Linked DNA regions of Mus musculus: region 2 is linked to region 1. The links are chromatin contacts, called in public Hi-C maps. All regions are on one chromosome and are shown on one strand. Each heading gives the region's core, a stretch centred on a gene start, on an enhancer-like site or on the middle of the called end of the contact. The rest is flanking DNA. Distances are from core to core; before and after follow the strand shown. Region 1 has its middle 18 kb from the start of Gm34230. Region 2 overlaps Fbxl17 (F-box and leucine-rich repeat protein 17).

Region 1 (7,952 bases), core at 3,770-6,269:
TAACCATAGAGTGTTTTCTAGAAGGTGTCATGTTCTGTTTGTTTGTTTATTTGTTTGTTTGTTTTACCAAAATGTAGAGCTGTACAAGGGAAGTTATTTGCTTCTAATTAACAGACTCCTCAAAAATCATCCGGGGCTTTACCTGTGGCCTCCGGACAAGCCAGAGGGTGCTCACATTAACCCTTAGGCTATAAAGTTGGGCACAGGATACCCATTTTTGTAAAATACATTAGATGGAAAATATTGCTTTTCTGGGTCCCAAACAGCCTATGAAGTTCCCGACTACCAAATTCATAAGCCGTGTCTCAATCTTTATAAAATTCCTCTTGGTGTCTTTTATTGTTTGTAGCTGAATAGGGTGGAGTGATGTATCTTAAGGGCTATTAGCTGAGAAGCAATAGAGTCAGGGCATGTCCTGACTCTATTACCTGCCCATCAACCATAATGGCACAAAGTCCCATTGGCTGCATTCTTATATAGGTAGATCGCAAAGCACACACAACTCTTTTCATATGAATTTCAAAGTTAGGAATCGTCAGGTTCTCAACAAACCCCTCAAGTTCACACCCACAACGAATGCCAGGCCTCTTCCCACCAGCTTTTGGAGTGAGTGAAGATTTGTGAGTTTTTGTTTGAGTTAAAAAAAAAAAATCTCACTATGGAGCCCAGGCTGGCTTTAACTCACCACACATGTTTCTACTTGCCCCTAAGCGCTGGGTTACAGGCATGAGGTTCAATGCTTGGCTTTCCGTAGCTTTCAACTCACTTGAATCATAAATTTCACACGTGTCTACTTATGGTCCCCTGTTAGATAGCAAGTCCTGGTTGAGCCTCATATTGTTTGTAGTCTCCCTGAGATCTGAGAACACATGTACCCAGTGGGGTATGTGTGAGACCCTTGCATTCATACAGACTTACCAGCATCAGGCAGGGTATCTTTTCATTTCTTGTTGCAGCTGAGGCAGATGGCCTCCAACACTTAGAATAAATGTATTCGTTTACAGTTAGTTCTGGAGGTCAGACGTCTAAACAGACTTCACAGAGCTACCATGAAGCTGTTGACAGGGTCCTCCTTTCTAGGCTTCCAGAGTAAAACATTTCCTGGCCTTTCCCCTGTCTGGAGGCTGCTCATATGGCCTGACTTGTGGCCCTTTCTCTCTACCCTCAAAGCCAGTCACCATGCAGAACTCGGATCCTGTCTTCTAATTGTCTTTAAAAATCTTGCACTAGATTGGCCCTTCCTGAATTGATCCACAGGAAGTCATCTGATTAGCCAGATACAAACAGAATTCCTTGCCATGGTGCACAATGTATTCATGGGTTTCAGGTGTGAATTTGTGGGCATCTTGGGAAAGGCATTATCCCTGCCTAACACGCCCGAGACAGAGAGGAAAGGACAGGAAAGTGGGTAGGAACTTGGTAAAATTCACAGAAAAACATAACTCAACAAGGCACCTATTACCACTGCCTAGTGTCTGAGAGCTTATGAGATAGGTAGTCTAGACTCAGGGCCATTTGCATATTTTGTGTACACAGTAAGTCCTCAAACTGGTAAGGTCTGTACTCATCCTCTTTTCAGATTGGAAGAAAGCAGGAAAAGGAAGTTGTATGACTTGTCTGAAATCCACACACATACAGACAGACCTTCCCCAGCCATTAATCCCCTCGCAACTAATCCCCATTCTCTCTGTTGTCTGGCCTCATACAGCTGTACATTTCTGTAGCCTTCTTTCCCCCTGTAACTCCCAGACCTGCTTAACTCTACATGGAGAGGTGGGGGTAAAAGCGATACTTGGCAAAACCCTCCAGCAGGTAGCTCTTAGGGGATTTGTTTTTCTTCTTATTCTTGTTGTTCAAGAAGACAGACGATAATTAAAATGTCAGAGCCCTTCATGCTTCCTTGATCAAGATAACTACTTTCCCACAGGTGATCGAAAAGAAGGAAAATGTCTACTGTGGGAGGAGGTCAGAAATGATTCTACAACTGAATGAAGCTGGGAAAACTGAGCGCCCTGAGCTCAAGGGACAGAGACTGCAAGCTCCAGCTGATCCAGGACAAGTGCTCTCCCATGAGGTCTTCAAGAGGCCCCATCCCCAGAGCCCCATCTGTAGGAGCTCCACAGGAGCTGATTCCCAGAGGGCCTGTCCAACAGCTTGCTAATTCCACCCAATCTCTTCAATTCCGCTAATTCCCAGTTTCAGAAACAGAGGCAGCAGCTGTCAGGATCAGCAGCTGTGTTCTTTGCCTCTGTAGCTCTACCTGTCCCTTCTCCTCTTCAAGCTAACGAAGTGGATCACACACAACTAGAGGGAAAAGAGTAAGCGCTTTGGATACAAAAATAAAGAAGTACTATAGAGTTACAGCACCACACAGTTATCAGGCCTACTGAAGAGGACAAGGGGAGCATTAACCTCCATGTCCTGGATGTCAGTTAAGCAATCTCCCCAACACCTATGTGCTCTCTTGGTTAAGGAGTCAATTTTTAATTGTTCCAGTCTACTGTTGACTGGCTCACAGTTCCATTGTGTATGTGGCAGCACCTGGCCTGTCTGTCCTATATCTGATCAAGAGATGACACGTCTCGCTGTTGGGAACAAGTTGCTATCAAATTTCCATATATATTTTTTTTTTCAAAAAATCACTTTCTCGTTTTGGTTCTTGCATGTCTATGTACCACATGTGTGTCTGCTACCACAGAGGCCAGAGAGAGTGTCAGATCCCCTAAACCTAGAGTGGCAGGCAGTTGTGAGCTACCAAATGAGTGCTAGGAACCAAACCTAAGTGCAAACAGTGCTCTTAACCACTCTAACTAGGCATCTCTTCTGCCCTCACACTTTCAATTTCTGTCTTTATTTCAATGGCAATGTAAAACTCCTTTAGAGGCATCATGGGGAAACTCTGGTTTATGAGACGTGAGCCTCGCAGATTTGCAAAGGAAGAACAGCAAATGTGGGGCTTACGGTGGTTCTGACGGATAAGGAAGGGTGGGAGGTTGTGTTGGACCACTAGGCTGCCTCAGTATTTGTCTTTGAATGAAATGGGGCAATCCCTGTGAAATGAGAGAGAGAGAGAGAGAGAGAGAGAGAGAGAGAGGAGTGTTAGAATTCATCCAGGTATTGTTTGTGTGCCCGGAATGGAGGTACCCAGACTATTTAACCACTGGTGTAATCCAGGCAAACAGATCACAGGGGTTCCAACCTGGACACAAGAGTGCCCAACACTACAAGGCTGGCAAGAGATCCAAAGTCAGATGGAAGACAGACAGTGTTCATGAGAAACTGTGATGCTTAGTATATGCTTGGCCCACGGAGTGGCACTATTTGAAGGTGTGGCCCTGTTGGAGTAGGTGTGTCACCATGGGCATGGGCTATAAGGTCCTTATCCTAGCTGCCTGGAAGCCAGTATTCTGCTAGCAGCCTTCAGATGAAGATGTAGAACTCTCACTCAGCTCCTCCTGCACCATGCCTGCCTGGATGCTGGCATGTTCCCACCTTAATGATACTGGACTGAATTTCTGAACCTGCACACCAGCCCCAATTAAATATTGTCCTTATAAGAGTTGCCTTGGTCATGGTGTCTGTTCACAGCAGTAAAACCCTAACTTAGACAGGGGTGATGGACAGATGTCATGGTCTTGAGCCTTGTGTGATGGGAAAGAGGAAGTTGTTATTTTGGAGAGCACAGCACGTGAGGAGGGATATTTGATAATGGAATATCAAAGATTTAATTTTCAACATAGTGAGTCTGTAATCTCCAATAGAACTCCAAAGGGATGTGAGAGATGTTGGATGTACAAATTTTGGACCAGGAGGGAGATGTCTGCGCTGGAATGTGAATGGGAAGGAAGCCAATATTTAATGCTATGGGGTTCGTGGAGGCAGCAAGGTAATAAAGTCAGAGAGATAGGTGCTCTGAAAAGAAGAGGTGGGGAAAGGAACAACTAGAGAGGGGGTGGGGGCGAGTCAAATGGGGCTCAGGGCAGTGCAGTCCCCTCACAGCTAAGGGGAAGAGGCTTGAGCGGAGGACTTGGATAAGTTTCCACTCTCTGCTTTCTGTATCTGCTAAACGGGAATATTAATGCCCACATGATGTTACTATGGGATTATAAATGAGTTAATCCGTCTAAGAAGTATGTACTAAATGCAGTCTCTGTGCCAGGGACTTGAATTAGAGTAACAGAGAACTCCCCAGCTCAATGAGGAGATTACATATTTGTAAAACACCTAGCCTCACGCTTGACCCCAGAAGTCCTCAATATGGAGCTCTTTGCTCCGCGTAGTAATTGCCTCTGTGAGGCCTATGTGGATTCGCACTCTTCCTTGGCTTCTTGAGACCAATTAAAATTACTTACTGCTCATTAGTCAGAACGGGTAAGCGAGGGAATCTACTTTCTCCAGTTTTTTCAACCATGAGTTTATTGCTATGATACTTCACAGAATGTGTGGATTCCCTTTTTCATATGGGGAACAAAAAAAAATAAAAATAAAAACTCACTTTGGCACTTAAGGACAAGTGTTACCTGGGCTGACCTGAGGAGGCCTTCAGGACACGAGACAGGGAAGTTGCTAGCTCATACAAACCAGGTGCACACAGCTCAGCTTCAACTCGCTCAGCTTCAACTCGCCACCTCCCACATTTAGAAGGCGAGGTAATGAAGCAAGAAACCAATTTCAAAGAGCATGGGGAGGCTTACGGCAGGGCAGCCAGGGACACAGGGACCAGGGCCTGCTCTCTCCCGCTGTGTCATCTGTGGTCTGGGGAAGGAAGCATGGAGATGTTCGTCACATCTACCGTCTTCGGAATACACACGCGGCTTTTCGTCAGTGAGAGTTACAACTTTTATTTTCCCACAAGCCAAGGGTCTCTTCCTTCACTTAGTTTTCTCAGTCTTTCAGAAGCCTGGGGGTCTGGAAGGATGCCTCCTCTTCTTTCCTTCTCCACCCTCTCCCTATAGTGTCTTACAGGCTGCAGCTGACACCAGGCGCCACAGGCAATGTAACCAAGGTAACTCCAAGCCCCAGAGCCCAGTTGAACCTCCCTGGGGGATAGCTGGGAGGCCACAGGCTGCAAGCAGTCAAGGTTGAATAAATGCCCAGCTGCCTTCTCTCTCCCTTGCCATTGCTCTTCCCATCTGAACTGCTGCTGAGGGACGCTCCTTGGAGCCAACTGTTTTCTCTACAGCCCTGGGTGACATTGCACAGGCCATCCAGATTCTCTTACAACGCCTTTGTTTTGATCTGCGCAGCTCTGTGGAGCGTCTTTGGGGCCTTGTCATGTTAACAAAAACAAATGTAATAATATGCACTTAAAAAGGCTCACCCGTTTTGATATTTTAATAAGCTCTTGATTCTATAGGGACCTCTGGAGCTTTTAAAAGTTTAAAGTTAATAAAGAAAGTAAAAGAAAAAAATATGAATTGTTTTTAATTATTATGGTGCAGGATTAACCAGGCCAGTTGTGTATAATTAGACAGTAGCTACCTTGCATAGTAGAGGCAGTAAATAGGCCCAGAGGGGAGCTGCCAGAAGGCTGAGGTGTTTACAAGGCACTAGAGATGTCTTCACCAAGCACATAATTCCCATTGCAGTTACTATTGCTTTTATAATGGATGTGTTCATTACAACCAGAGACACATATGCACATCCATCATCTACCCTGCGCATAGGACTCTGAAGTGCAGGATGGCAGGGAAGGGTGTGTGCTAGACGTTGGTGGGGAAATTATTAGGAGAGGCCATTAGTGTGCAGGTTCGGGTGGTTTTATTTTCGTTGCCTTCAACTGAGAGGAATTTTAAGAGGCTAAAAAAAAATTGCCAAAGGAGTGATAATTAAGATATTGCTAAGACAATTGATTTTGTTTTCTTGAGTGTGCATTTAAAATCGCCCCAGCGATGCTAGTGTCTAAAGCAAAGGGGCCAGCGTTGTAGGGCCTTATTGTGAACTATTCCTGTGTCCATAGAAAACTGACTCCTTAATTCAACAGTTTTGGTTGTTAGCATATATATTTCAGGCATTGTCTCGGGTATAAGAATTAAAATAATGACTCAAGAAAGAATAGCTATTTTTCTTTTCCAGGATTCTATACAGGCCATGCTTCCAAATCTACCAGAGAGTGGTCAAAACTCACTGGCTCCCTCCCTAGACTTGATGATCTGGGGTAGTATCTCCAGGGGGGTAGCCTGGCACTCTAGGGGGGTAGCCTGGGCATATAATTTGGGGAACTTGTTTGGGCTATTCTGGTAGATTCTGACTCTGGGGAGCAGAGTGATAATTAAAAAATGAAATGTGTCGAGTGCCAAAAAAACAAGGGTCTTCCGTGAGCTTCCCACCCTCTACTCTTGTAAGCAGATGAAAATGCCCTTTCTGGATTTCCGTCTTAACAGGCAGAGTTCCCAGGAAGCAGTCTCTGAGGAGGAAGGGTATAAAGGCATGGTCTCAGGACAGATAAAGCGTAGCTGGGGATAAAACGAATCAGCCGTCGCCCATTTCCAGGAAAGCAACCTTGTCCAGCTTTAGCATTATTTCTAGGGAGTCAATGACTGACAGTTAGGGGTTGTCGCCTCCAGAACAAAGGCCTCTCTCCAACAGGGCCATCCAACACTACACATCATAGCATCCTACATAGATTTAAAATGTAGGTTAGGAGTACTCCACAAGATAAGAAGCTATTCATTGTTTTGCCTTAGTCCATAAATAAGTGTGCTTTTGACAAGAACTTTTGGATGTTATTCATTTTTGTTATAAGAATCATCTGGTAACGATTATCTGTCACACCATGAGTTCCAGTGCTGGTTGGACTGCCCCAAATCCTGTTCTTCTCCCAAGCCTCCTAGTCTGTCCTCTAAACCTCCACAGGGGCTGAGAAGTCACATTCCAGGGAAAGAATCCATTAGTTTTGGTACCAAACTGACAGGTTCCACTTACCATTGACTTCGACCCCTATAAAAAAGAGACCATTCTCCAATCTGCATTTGCTGAATATTTTTCTTGACCTTCCCACTCAAGGGTGAGATGCTTTATGCTGCACTCAGACAAAGAGCATCAACCCTGTATCTCTCTGTTCCTGCATCCAGAAATAGGGGAGTTAATCGAAGCAGCTTGCGTGGTTCCTCTGGCTCTAGGGCTCTATGATGCCTCAAGTCTGAAATTTTGGATGAGGAGAAGCAGACATCCTTGTGATTAAAACCAGGCAAGGCAGGGAGACGTCTAAATAAAAGGCTAGCCTGCTAGAATACAAGTGTTATATAGCCCTGCTAATGCACTATGCCGTTGGAAGGAGACATTTGTTCCTTCATCTTCCTCATCTATCCTTGTGGAGACTCTGTAGGGTAGGGAAAGTCAAAGGCTGTAGCTAAAGGTATTAGTAACAGGGGAAAAAGGATTAACAATTGAGTAACACATTCGGGGTCCTCTGAATTGTGTTGGACAAGCAAACAACATTTCATCCTCAAAGTGTCTTTTCCGCCCCCCTCACGTTCCTCTCTCTTTCAATCAGAAACTTAGGATAAGAAATATCAATTATATTTCCCAATTTCTGTTTATTCAAAAAACAATCTCTTATTAAGCTGCTCCATCCTTAGGCATGCGCAAGAATATTTCAAAACATGAAATATTCCAGGAAAGCTAGAACTCTCTGTTCTGGGAATTGCAAGAGCAAATGAGTTTACCAGGAAATCGTAGGCTAAGCGTGGGTACAGTTGGGCAAACACTCGGACACTGGGTGCTGGTTGTCAGCTCGGTTAACAAGTGAGCAAGGCGTCTTCGGTGTACTCACTAGGAAAACAGTTGTTAAGACTTTGATCGTCAATCATGCTCCATTGGGTTGGCCAAACATATATTTTGCACAAATACACATCTGCATAGCGCATTCACAATATTCCTCTCTCTTCCCCTTGGAACTGGAGATGAGACTTTTGGGACAATCTGTCAGGCATGGCAATCAGGTGACTGTT
Region 2 (7,952 bases), core at 2,998-5,497, 160 kb after region 1:
AACCCTGGCACAAATGTGAATACCCTGGAATTAGTGTAAAGCATTTCTTCTTTAGATGTTTGATAAAATTCCTGATTTAAAAATGCTTGGATTGGATACGCAAAAACCATTTACTGCTTGTATTTTTCTCATGGGAACCTCCTGTTTCATATGATCACAGGCTGGGGAGGAGGCATGTGTGGACTGGAAGGATGGAGCAGAAGGCATGTAAGGACGCTCGGGACTTGGAGAAGCAAAGAGGAACACCTTTATAATGATGATTTTATTTATTAATCCCATGTTATAAATATAACTCACTAGATAGTGAAATGCCTTTGAATTTATAAATGCAGTACAATATTATATACACTATATATCTTTAAAGTAAATTGTTAACGCTTCAAAAGCTGGTAGTCATCTTAAAATTAAAAATAAAATCCAGTTTCTACTTGTTATGCAACAATACAAATACATCAATGGTACTAAACTGTATATGTAAATGGCTGTAATTGTAAAGTACGTGTGCATGCTTGTGTGTGCATGCATGCACGCATGTGCGTGGGTGTATGTTCAAAATTTAAAAAACCCAAACTTTACAATTTAAAACAGAGATTTTTTTTTTCATGTGGAGCAAAAGAATTGCTGACATTTGGTAACCTGTGCTTTGGCCATGAGTACCAAGCTCCCATCGTATATGCTGCTACCCATAACTGACTACCCTGAGAGGGTGAGAGGGGCCGATTATACCAGCGACCGTTTGATGCAGGAACATTCTCAGTTTAAAGAGAGGAACACCTACTAACAGAAGTGATACTACTTACTTGAAAAATCTGGTAGACCATTACATAGAGGTAATTGCTATTACTCTGGTGCTAAATGGAGTTTTATCTTCTCTTTTTACATCATTAAATATATTCACGATACCCATGGATTTGTATCTCTAGAACTGATAAATTGGAACATGTTAAAAATTTATTTTTTAAAAACAACTTTGCTAGGCTAGTGAGATGGCCAGTCAGTGGTTAAAAGCACTCGCTAGCCTGGGATCCTCAGTGAAAAAGAGAGCAAGCTTCAGGAAGTGTCCTCTGAGCTCCTCGTGTATGCCCACATTCACAAAACACATACATATACAAGTAATAATAATAAAATAATAATAATAATAATAATAACAACAATACCTTATTTCCTTTGGCATATAGATCCATAAGCTAACTATGTTTTTCATAAATTAGAACAAAACCTAACTAGATATCAATGATTTACATAAATTTTGTGTAATAACTTCAGTTACTTCAATGACTATAAAGGAATGCTTAAAGATGAGCTGCCATTTGGCAACAGTGTAACAACTGCATGTGGGACAGTTATTTTATTTTGTGGTTCTTGTGTATGAAGGCAGCTACTCTCTCCCTACACCACACTCCCTTGTCTTATGATGGTTAAACTTAAACTAAGAAAGCTAAGGGAGGAATTTCTTCTCTTCTCTCTACATTTTTGAGACATGGGTGTACTCTGTATCCTAGGCTAGCCTAGAACTCACTAGATATGTATCCAAGACTGACCTCCACGTCCTGCGTCAGCCTCTGAAGTGTTGGGATTACTAGGCTGTGACGCGCTGTGCTATGCTTACCTGAGCACACAACCTGCTCTATTAGGACAGTCATTACTGGAAGCCATCAGTTACAATGTCACGATAAAGAAAAGACAAAAACCAAAACAACAACAACAAAACTCATCAGAACTCAAGAAACAAAACCCTAAAATATTTGGAAAAGCAAGAGTTGAACTACCAAAGAAGAAACTGTTTTCTTATTTCTATGACACCCAGGTTCTGATCTTCTAGTAACATATATGTATTTGCACCAGTAAAAGGGTTACCCTTGGAGTTAGGAGCTGTTTGGCTGTGGTACTAAACACCCTTCCCATTCATCCACCTATTAAGGACCTACTTACTGTAGGTGGGCACTGTTAGTCACTAATGGAAAAAATAGACATGACTCTTGTCCCAAGAAGGTAAATAAAAAGTTAAACAAAAGTGTGTGTGTGTGTGTGTGTGTGTGTGTGTGTACAGACATACAGTACAAATCACATATGATTGGGTCGCATTACCACTATCATAGTTCCCTTTACCCTAAAGTATAAACACCCAGCATAAAATATGTTTACCCTGGGATCACAGGATTTCAAGTTATTTCTTTACTACACCCTAAGTCATATTCACTCAGCACAAAAAAGTCAACAACTTTATTGTTTGGAAATTCCTTGTAGGCTTTTTATAACAACAACAAAATCTTGGGGGGTGGGGAGAGGCAGAGTCTTTCCTAGGAACATCATCAGGCTGTTCACAACATCTAAAAATCCAGGACAATTACAGAGACTTCACTTCCTTATGCAAAGGAGACCCAGCACATCCATCAAACACAGGGTTGAGGGACACAATGATGACTATTTCTGCAGGAGCTTGTAGAGATGTATTGTGATTTCAGCCTAACACAGACATGTGAAACAGCACAGCTGCCAACTTGTATTTCACTTGTGCGGGGGTCAGCCAGGTGCCGGCAAAGGCTCACACTGAGTGGAGAAGTTTGTCTGAAGCAATCACTCTGCTATGAGCTTTGACATGATGAGCTCTCTGACGGAACAACCACAACAAAGCAGCACAGGGCAGAGCGCATGGGCAAAGCATTTACAGCTCGGAATTATGCTGGGGGTAAACATTATTTCTTAGAGAATAAACACCATGAAATTACTGATTATCTGTCCTTTTCAAAACATACTCAAAGTGAAGAGTAGTGAAATATAATACAAACTCTTGTTTTACAAACTACTTGTATCTTAACCACACAAGATGATAACGCTGAGCCAAGATTGGTACCTGCCCAGTTCCCATATTTTAGACTAAGAATCTTAATAAAATGTGTTTCCATTTAATGCTGTGCCATTATCATTAGTACACAGTTAATACTTTATATAGAATGGATAGCTTTATCTTCAAAGCTGTTTATAGGCCGCTAATAACTGAGACCCCAAAGACCTCAATTTACATAAGAAGAAGGCAAGGCTACACTCACTCAGGTATACAAATCACAGCCATGTAGACAAAGGCTCTAAGAACTCATAATCTCTTCTTTTTGGATTTGGTCAGGGATGGCTGGCTAATTGGAGGAACTCATGAAAGCACCTTACAATCCAATTAGCACTTCAGTGCAATTAAGTGCTAGAGACGTCCCTATTCCACAGGGACAGGCTTTGATCTTTCAGTGAAAAGTGTCCTTCCTTAAAGCTGCGGTTTTGATTTTTTTTTTCCTCAGTAATTAGTGCTAATTGTAAACCCAAGCCTGACCTGCTATAAACAGAGTGTTTTACTGCATTTGACACAAGGACCCTAAATCAGTGTTCTCTTTTGTCTATATTGTACTTGCTTATTAGAAGCCTGGCTATTTTGCTCATCGTTTGATGCACAATGGGTAAGTACATAGTGAAGTCAGCTGAGACAAACGCCCTGATCGGAAGAGCTGCATGGGTATTTTCACTCATGTCTTTAAGCCCACTTACCACAAATGTAGTTGATTGAATTTCATTTAAGGAATATACTGTAGTTTTTCTACACAAAGAATGACTATTCAAAGGCAGTTTCTAAAGAGGTTTAGTGACCCTTGTATGTTTGGAAAATAAAAACAAAAGGAGAAAATGGTCTTTTCATGGGAACAAACAAAGAACTGCACACTGAACACAGCAACTGCAGAAGTCTGGATTTTTTTTAAAAAGCCCATTATAACAATATCTGCTAAATTAACTCATTGTTGGGATTCATGAAAATGAATTAAATTATAGCCCAATGACTGTGTAGACCAGTAAGATTTCTCTACAGGTAAAGGAGATGCAAAATATAAAGTCCTAGACGATCACTAAGGCATAGGTAAGATCCTTTGAAATTAGCAGGCAGTTTCTATGCAAATGAAAAGCAGCTGGGAGCAGGATGGGAGGTTCTCCCTCAGACAGCTTTAAATATACACCATCCCACTGCTCAGCAAATGCTTCTTCATTGAAAAAAATATTGTATCACAAATGGAGTTAAGCCTACCTAGTCCATGAGACACTGACAGCAGACATTGAATTAGGACTGATTTAGTGGTCTGAAGTAGAAGTAGTCTAATGTGTCCAGACATGCAATTATTGCAGGAAAAAAATGTATCTAAATACATACATTACACAGAGAATGCAAAAACATCCCCAAGTTGTCTTGCACCCCTGAGAAGCAGGAGGAGTTTTCCCTTGAGAGAAAAACAAACAAACAAAAAACCCAGATCCTAGAAACAGTATGTTAACTAAGGAGAATCTGGTTAAATAAGACTAAAATAATCCAAAGGTGGGAGGGACAGTCCCTCACTTTAGCTTTTTCTTACAAGAGAGATGATCTGTACATAAGGCTAAGTTGTGTTCTTGAGACCAATATGACTTGGAGGCATGACAAGATTAGGAACCAATTTGCCTTGTGGATCCACTGTCTACACCACATGCCCTTCCTGGGGGCCTTGTGAGTTTGCACTTCCTCCCTTCACCCCTCATCTTTTCTCCCCTTTCTACACACAGTTATATAAGCCAAAGAGGTGGGTGATACTTTAGAGGTCATTACAATACCAACAGCTTGGCAAGGGCTGATCTTTCTAAGTTCCAACTGAAGACTAGACCTCAGTCACTGGCAGTCGGCTGTGCACATCTCTAGGACCATCATGAATGATGTAGATAGGTAAGTTTATTTACAGAGAGCTTGCAGCTCCTACATTAAGACCCAAATACTATACCTTACCTAACATGCACCCCAAAGTCAGTAGAAATAATACCATAGATAAAGAATAATGGCAAAGTATCAATGTTTTCTGTTACTGGAAATCACTTTCTGTGATGCATTCTACTTTCTATATTCCCTGTATCATGTGGCCACCTATGAGTTCATGAAACCTCAGGTAGTACATGTACAATGACAAGCTGAAACGGGAACAGTCTATACAGAACAGGACAACTTGGACAGCACACTAGGTTTATTTTAATATTTCCCCGAATTTTGCTGAATTACACTTAAAAATAAAATTTGAACACTCATCAGGCAATATTCTGACTGGAGCTTAAGTTTCAAGTCTATGATAACCAGGGTGTCATGGAAGAAAGGCCATAGCAAAGAAGAGGAATAATGAGGGTAACCGTTTCCAAAGAATCAACAAGTTCTCTCATGTAGGTTTCCTTGTGTACATTATAGGGGGGAAAAGGCTGGGTCTCCGAAAGATAAGGAAGCTTGTTTAACAGCACAGTCTACAGGAGGCAAAGCCCCAACATAAGCACACATCCCTCGCTTTCAGCTTTCAGCTCCCAAGCCGTGTGTACATCAGGAAGCCATGTGTGCATCAGGAAGCTCCTGAGAATGCCAAAGTTTACTCATAAGAACAAAGCAAACCGAGGAGTAAGCACAAACACACAGTCCTGATCATGAAGAGGGCAGGGCCATTTCTTCTCATCTGAAAAGGCAATTAGCCACTTCTTTCAGAGTAGACACATCTGTTGCTCTTGATATACTATTCATAAATATGGAAAACACTGGACAAGTCATACTATACCAGGCCCATGAAAAAGTAGTTGAAAAAAATGTGGTCTTGACTTTAAATACATGTGATGAATCATTATAAAAATTCATTGAACCACAACAAACTTCTCTTAACACAAAACTTACTGGAGATGTCTGTAATTTGTCTAGTAACTCAGAAATAAATCAAAATGACCTATGAGCAAGCATGGAGAAGGAATGCACAGGAAATGCAGTGTGCCTTTGCATCAGAAAGCTGATGGCTCTCACTTGGGAGCCCAGTGGCTGATTTTGGATAAAACTCTGATAACCTAGTTATTGCTCCTCACCAACAGGGCAAAGCATATCAAAGCAGTAAAGGGAAAGGAAGAAGATACTGAGAAACTCAGGACCACCAAGGCACCAAGAGCTCTATGGTTCCCTCAGCACTGACTCTAGAAAGAAGGTGGTATATGTTAGTGCATCACAGAATCCTGCAGGAGAGACTTAATCCAGGCTGCATTTAGGAAAAAATGTTACTGGAAGCCTGGACGCCATGGATTTGCCCTGGTCTGTGCTTCCTTCAGTGTAAAAGCAGGATAAGCAGAGCTAAGAGAAGCTAGGGTCTTGTGAAACTGAAAATACTTACAGCCTGACAGAAAAAGCTTTACAACTCCTCAAGCCCTTCCTCTGGGTTGTGGAAAGCATGGCTGGATAGCAGTCCACACCTCACTAGGTCCAGTGGGAATGGCCCATCTGAGCCACCTAGAAGCTCTCAGCATATGGGTGGTGTGCTCCACTATAAAGCAGTTTGCTAGAGCCTTGGAGAATACAAAGTGTCTTAAAAGCCTTCAGGGCTAGGGTGATAGCTCAGTTGGTCTCGATGCTCACAATGCAAGTATAAGGATACAACAATGCTCATGTGAGAGACCTGGCACAATCATGGGGGCCAGCACTCTCAGCACTGAGGAGGCCCAGACAGAAAGATCCCTGGGGCTAGCCAGACTCCTCGACAAATCTGTGTGCTCAGGTTCACTGACGACATTGTCAGCCATTTGATGCTGACCTTTGGCTTTTACGTGTGTGTGTGTGTGTGTGTGTGTGTGTGTGTGTGTGTGTACAGTGCGTACTCACTTTTCAGGAAAAATTATGAGCATTTCAATCAAGCAGAAACCAATTTATGGAACACTGGGAAAAATGACATTTCTTCTTAGTATTTCCAAAAGAATATTCAGAAGTTGAAATCTTAAAAGTTATTCATTGGCACAAGCAGGGTAATAAAATTAAATCATTTCAAATGCCCTTGCTAAAATATTTTTTTCCCTTAAGATCAAAGTTTGTGCTCTAATTTCCTTCAGTTGATCCTGTCTCAGGGCTGTTGGAGGCTTGTGCTCCCCAAACGGAGCTCACTGGAAACAGTGATCCAGGCAAGCGAGCCAGCAGGTCTGAAGAACACTGCTGTAATTTAAACTATTCCTTGATCTTCCCCCAAAGCATGTTAGAGAATTGAATTTCCATAAAGCCTTCTAACCCAATTTGAACAGAATAATATGGACAGTGGGGAATAGATGGGTTTGATCAATTATGAATTTATATGATATGTTAGTAAGCTATTCAGACATACTTATACAATTCAGTATATTGGACATTAATGCCATGCTACCTCATTTTAAAATGCTGCATTTCAGAAAAATCTCACTAAAGCATATTTGCATATTTGGAAATCTAATTAACCCAAGCGTATCTTAAGGCTTTCAAGAAAGAACATACAATAACATTTTTGTCAGCTGAATGTTTGCTTGAGGCTATGTAAGGATTTTATCATCTGGTATAATTTAACCCTTTAGCTCCCCTTTCTTTACTATGAACCGGCTGTTCAATCAGGGACTGGAGCAGGTGGGAGCTTCTCTTCATTTGGGATAAAGACTTTATTGAAAAGGAGGACTCCGGCCCATTTAAGAGCACACCTAAAAGCAGGGTTGTGCTGTGTCACTTATAAATCCTAGCACCCGGGTGGGAGGACTCTGAGTCGTGGTCCAGTCTGCACTAGTCAGTGAAACCCTTTAAAACAAAACAACAAGAGTCTGTCTTGGAGTGCAGGGATGGCTGTCTCAAACCTCACCCAAGATCCTCTGCTCCCTTTCTTCCCAAAGATAGCCTTTCCCCCACAAGCCTTGAGAGATTTGCATCACAATGCAGACAGAGCAACACACCCTCAGGATTCTGTGGAGAAATATTTAAACGGCCAGGTGCCCAGAAAGAGGCACTGACCCATCTGGCCCCACAGCCGCTACCTTCTCTCCCTTAAATTTCCTACTGGGCCAATAGGGCAGTTCACAGGCCCCCTTGGCACCCTACTAAAGCGCAGAATTGATTTCTATGTGCATGTTATGTCTGTTTGCTTGGTGGAGAAGGC

Evidence for each region. A called contact is a pair of places that touch in the nucleus more often than the background predicts.
Region 2: a Hi-C map of olfactory sensory neurons shows a contact between it and region 1, with 1.6 times the contacts expected there. The contact joins two enhancer-like sites. A contact is called at or near these places in 7 of 484 Hi-C or Micro-C datasets (the HPC-7 cell line, the N1E-115 cell line, cerebellar granule neurons and 3 more).

What each region holds. Positions count from the first base shown.
Region 1 is chr17:63,003,397-63,011,348 of GRCm38.p6, forward strand. No RefSeq gene overlaps it. Among named protein-coding and RNA genes, the nearest start is that of Gm34230, 18 kb to the right of the region's middle. Within about 2 kb of position 5,020, at least 47 of the 459 cell types and tissues checked have an H3K27ac peak or open chromatin away from gene starts, as enhancers often do. A contact at or near this core is called in olfactory sensory neurons, where this site is marked.
Region 2 is chr17:63,168,899-63,176,850 of GRCm38.p6, forward strand. The region is part of intron 7 of Fbxl17 (F-box and leucine-rich repeat protein 17); the gene reads right to left. Among named protein-coding and RNA genes, the nearest start is that of Gm41607, 120 kb to the right of the region's middle. Within about 2 kb of position 4,248, at least 16 of the 459 cell types and tissues checked have an H3K27ac peak or open chromatin away from gene starts, as enhancers often do. A contact at or near this core is called in olfactory sensory neurons, where this site is marked.